2 separate regions of the Athene noctua genome follow, and region 2 is linked to region 1. A link is a contact called in public Hi-C data. All regions are on one chromosome and are shown on one strand. The core of a region is the stretch at or near the end of the contact, and the rest is flanking DNA. Distances in the headings are between cores, read along the strand shown. Region 1 holds the start of RAB4A (RAB4A, member RAS oncogene family). Region 2 holds the start of EXOC8 (exocyst complex component 8).

Region 1 (2,559 bases), core at 40-2,539:
TCTATATGTATGCACAACATCAAGAATAATCAGCAGATTCTGAGGGGTTCTTGGGGCTCAATGTGTACTGTTTCACTGATTAGAGACTGGAACTTTAAAGCTGACCTTTGACCAGCAAAAGACTCAGTAAGGAGGTGGCTGAGACAGGCAGAGACATTTTTTCCTACAGTTTGGGAGATGATTGAGAAGTGGAAAGAATGGGCAGTTGTGAGCAAAAAGATTAAAAAGCCAGAAATAACAGAAGAGGGATTTTCAAAAGGACTAGCAGAAAGGAGAATGTGGAGGAAACACACAAAATACTGTCTGGGGAGGGAAAAGATGGACAGGCTTTTGTGGTGGAGTCTTAGTGCCCCTTGATGCCAGACTAACCAGGCTCACAGGGGAGTTAATAACAAATTAAATAAAGAATAATGTAAATGAGGTGCTATTGCACCTAGGAAGTCAACAACCTGCCTTTCCCTGAAGTTTATTTTGGAGGTGAGAAAAGCGCCGGTGAAATTGGGAGCTCTGCAAAAAACACCCCGAATCCCTGCCTGTTAGCTTATATATATACCATGTCCCTCCAACAGATTTGCAGCGAAAGGCTCGGTCTTTGGCTGAAATGCTGGCAGTTGGTGGAGGGTGTTGGATGGTATTTCAGAGAATCTGGGGTAGGCATTTTATGACTAAAGCTGAACAGCGGGATAGAGTTTACAGGAGGGACTGTTACAAGGAGGTTCTGCACCAGGGAAAAGTTTTCGTGCTCACTAGCAGGGAAGTCAACCGAAATCAGCTCGGATTCGAGACAATTAAAATGTGCCCGAACTGAGGGACTCTTCCTGCCTGGGCGGGAGCACCGCGCTCCCCGCTGCAGCCTCCCCAGCTGCTGCGTTTACCAGGAGGAGCGGAGGGGAACTTCTTCTTCACACGAACACCGTCCGCGGCTGCCGCCGCCCGCAGCGCGGCGGCACGGGGCGCGCTTGGCCGGCGAGGGGCGTGCCAACACGGACGCTCCCGCCGCGGCCCCCCGGCCCCTCGCAGGCCCCTCGCAGGCCCCTCGCAGGCCCCTCGCAGGCCCCTCGCAGGCCCCTCGCAGGCCCCTCGCAGGCCCCTCGCAGGCCGCTCCCGCCGCAGCCCGGGGGGGCGTCACGTGGTCCGCGCCGGCGGCGCCGCCCCGCACGTGCGCCTTGTTTTGGTGACGGGCCCCGGGCGGAGGCGGGGCCGCCGGCCGCGAGGGCGCCGCGCCTGCGCGGAGAGGCGGGGCTCGCGCGCCCCCTCCCCTCCCGGCGGCGGCGGAGGGCGAGGCGGCCCGGGCGCGCGTGCGCAGCTGCGGCGGCGGGTGGTGGGGCTGAGGCGGGCCGGCGCGCCGGTGGCTTGTCCGCTTCCCGGCCGGCCCGCGAGCCTCCGGCCGTCAGCACCATCCCCGGGCAGGGAAGGAGGCGGGGAGGGGAGCGGGGGTGGTGCTCACCGCCCCCCGAAATGTCGCAGACTGCCATGTCTGAGACCTACGGTAGGAACCGGGGGCGGGGCGGGCTGGGGGGATCCTCCTCTTCCTCCTCCCCTCCCGGGGAGCAGGGCCCGCGGCCGGGCGGTCGCCTCCTGGGCAGCGGGGCGGCGGCGCCGGGGCCGAGCCGCTGGGGCGGGAGGGGCGCAGCTGCCGGCGGTGGCGGTTCTCCGGGCCCGGGCGGGTGTTTCTGCCTGTTCGCGTGAGCACCGCAGCGCCCTGCCCCTCCCTTCGCTGCCTGGGCTGGCGGCACAGCCGGCGTTCAGTTACCCTCCGTGCCGTGGAGGTGGCGGCTCGAAACGTAGGTGAAATCTAGGCGAGGGAACTTAGACGCTGCTCGTTACGGTTAACTGAATTCAGAAGGAAAGTTGCAGTGCACGTCCTTCGGGAGAAGCTGCACGTTTCGTTGACTGGAGATTGTGCTTTTTTGAGGGTCAAGTTGGGTCCTGTTGTCTTAATCAGTAAGAACTGATTGCGAGAGAGACTTAGAGGAAAAAGCTCCGTGAATATGTTCATACGTCCCTATGTTGGCATGGGTGTCTAATTACTACTGGTAGAAAAACATCCGAAGGAGTAAGTTGGAGTGCAGGTGCTGACAGGGTGTGTCAGTGCTTTACAGGAAGCATCAAAGAGAAGTGAGGAGTCAAAAAGGCAAGCAGAGCTAGTATTGCTGGCTAGGTGGAGGAGATGAGAAGCAATGGAATAGTATTCAATTATCTTCTTTGTAACTTTGCTCGAAACAGCGCTTCTTGAAACAATTTGGGTTTTCTCCCCTTTCCATAACATACAGTTCTGTAAGATTTTGCAGTATAAAGATGCCATCATAGATGTAAACATAATCAAAGTCTATGTGATAGGTTGTTGGAGAGTAAGGCCAGAATTGAATACTGTGATAAACCCTTTCACTTGTCATTTTCTAGCTCTGTCTGTTGCAACATCTTCAGTAGTTGTTCAGACCTCAAAGCTGGGCTTGCAGCCACTTGCTTTTAGAGTAGAGCCTTGAAAACAAGGAATAGTTTGGATAATTAAAGCCAAATTGGACACAACTGCTATGCTAACTGTGAGGGAGGCTGGCG
Region 2 (2,559 bases), core at 41-2,540, 250 kb before region 1:
ATGACAAAAGGGGGCAGGATTCCCAACAGCCAGCAATTGCATCAGCTGGGCTGCTGCAGAACTGCAGCCTGCACTTCAAAGCCGCTTTTTTTTTTTAAATCTCAAATGTCCTCTATATTTCCCTTCTTACTCTGTCTGTTAATATACCACTATCATTTCGTATTTGTCTCTCTGCCACGCTGTAAAACTATCTTACAAACTGAGAACAAGAAAAATGACAGCAATACAAGTATGTTCTTTTAAGTTTCAACATACACAGTTTAAGACCAAATAATTTATTGCCCTTTAACATCCCTCCAGCTTTGCCTGCACCACGGGAAAAGCCATTTATGGTTGTCAAGGACGACAAGTGAAGGACAAACCAGACAATGGCAGTGACCAACCCACGTCCTGGGGTACAAACTTTGCTAGAAAACCAGGACACTCAAGTATCTGGAAGAGACAGTGGCACTACTATGAAGAAGCGGTGGCACTAGTACATCAAGCTAGTCAGGAGCAGCATATAGCGACACATGGCAGTTCCCTCCCCCTGTCCGAGACCCACAGCTATACGATGAGCTAAGCTGCCGCTTATTTGATGGGCACGGCCTCTCCCAACAGCCCTGACCAGCACCCCAGCTGCTGCCCGACCCCCTCCCCGCGCCGGGCTGCCCAACCAGCCGGCCCGGCGCACCCCCGCGATGGCGTACAGGGTCATGCGCGGGCTCCACGACACCTCCACGGCGGCCAGCCGCCCCCAGAAAAGCGTCTCGTTGAACTGCACGAAGAGGCCGTGCACGTCGGGGCTGGGGTCCAGCAGCTCCCAGGCCTCATCCACCACCGACAGCGGGCGGAGGGGCGAGGGGTCGGGCGAGGCCTCAGGGCACGCTGCTGCTGCTGCTGCTGCCGCCTCCTCATCCTCCGCTTCCCACAGCTCCTGGAGCTGCAGCGCCAGCACGAAGTCCCGATCCATCCCGCTCAGCGACGCGGCCCCGCCAGCCCCGCCAGCCGCCGGCGCATGCGCTCTGCGCGACACGCAGCACCGCCCGCCTCCCCACTCCTCCGACTACGCATGCGCCGAACGGCCTCTGGCGCTCCGTCCCCCTCCGGCGCATGCGCGCGGCCCCGCCCCGCCCCGGCCCAGACCGGCACCTCCCCGCGCGGCGGCCTCGCGTCGCTCCGGGCAGTTGCTTTCCGGCGGGGCGCCCGCGCATGCGCGATCGGCGCGGCGATGCTGGCGCAGGCGGCGTACGTACCGCTGTGCGCAGGCGCGGCGGCCGTCCCCCCGGCGGCGGCGGCGGCGGCGGGCAGGTGGGTGCCGGGCAGCGGGGCTGCGATGGCGCTGTCGCTGGGGGAAGGCGGCGGGAGCCGGCTGCGGCGGCAGCTGGAGTCGGGGGGCTTCGCGGCGGGGGAGTACGTGAAGCAGCTGTCGCAGCAGTCGGACGGGGACCGGGACCTGCAGGAGCACCGGCAGCGCATCCAGGCGCTGAGCGAGGAGACGGCCCAGAGCCTGAAACGCAACGTCTACCAGAACTACCGGCAGTTCATCGAGACGGCGCGGGAGATCAGCTACCTGGAGAGCGAGATGTACCAGCTCAGCCACATCCTCACCGAGCAGAAGGGCATCATGGAGGCCGTCACCCAGGCCCTGCTCCTCCAGGCCGACCGCGACGACCCCGCCCTGGGCGCCCGCCGCGCCGCCGCCGCTGACCCCTTCCTGCCGCTGTCGGCCAAGGAGGCAGCGGCCAGCGAGGAGGGGCGGCAGCGCACGCTCACCACCCTCCTGGAGAAGGTGGAGGGCTGCCGCGACCTCCTGCCCGAGAGCCCCGGCAAGTACCTGGTCTACAACGGCGACCTGGTGGAGTACGATGCCGACCACATGGCGCAGATCCAGCGGGTCCATGCCTTCCTCATGAACGACTGCCTGCTCGTGGCCACCGCCCTGCCCAACCGCCGCGGCGCCTACCGCTACGATGCCCTCTACCCCCTCGACGGGCTGGCTGTGGTCAACGTCAAGGACAACCCGCCCATGAAGGACATGTTCAAGTTGCTCATGTTCCCCGAGAGCCGCATCTTCCAGGCTGAGAACGCCAAGATCAAGAAGGAGTGGCTGGAGGTTCTGGAGGAGACTAAGCGCAACCGGGCCCTCAGCGAGAAGCGACGCCTAGAGCAGGAGGCGCTGCCCCGGTCTGCCCCGACGCCCCCTGAATCCACCAACCCCTTTGAGGAGGAGGAGGAGGAGGAGGAAGAGCCCTCTGCTGAGGAGGAGGTGGTCGACCTCTCACTCGAGTGGATCCAGGAGCTGCCTGAGGACCTGGACGTCTGCATTGCTCAGCGGGACTTCGAGGGGGCGGTGGACCTCTTGGATAAACTCAACGAGTACCTGGGGGACAAACCTGTGAGCCAGCCCGTGAAGGAGCTGCGGGCCAAGGTGGATGAGCGGGTCCGGCAGCTTACAGATGTGCTGGTGTTTGAGCTGTCTCCAGACCGCTCACTGCGGGGAGGGCCGCGGGCCACCCGCCGAGCCGTGTCCCAGCTCATTCGCTTGGGCCAGTCCACCAAGGCGTGTGAGCTCTTCCT

Evidence for each region. Hi-C and Micro-C count contacts between places; a contact is called where the count stands out from the background.
Region 2: a contact with region 1 is called in a Hi-C map of heart, with 7 times the contacts expected there. The contact joins the promoter of EXOC8 here to the promoter of RAB4A in region 1. A contact is called at or near these places in 2 of 2 Hi-C or Micro-C datasets (heart and liver).

What each region holds. Positions count from the first base shown.
Region 1 is chr1:83,185,669-83,188,227 of bAthNoc1.hap1.1, reverse strand. It overlaps RAB4A (RAB4A, member RAS oncogene family), which reads left to right and starts at 1,289. Exons shown (of 8, transcript XM_074896730.1): 1 at 1,289-1,489.
Region 2 is chr1:83,433,241-83,435,799 of bAthNoc1.hap1.1, reverse strand. It overlaps EXOC8 (exocyst complex component 8), which reads left to right and starts at 1,290. Exons shown (of 3, transcript XM_074896732.1): 1 at 1,290-2,559. The coding sequence starts at 1,316. It overlaps SPRTN (SprT-like N-terminal domain), which reads right to left and starts at 998. Exons shown (of 5, transcript XM_074896733.1): 1 at 690-998. The coding sequence starts at 952.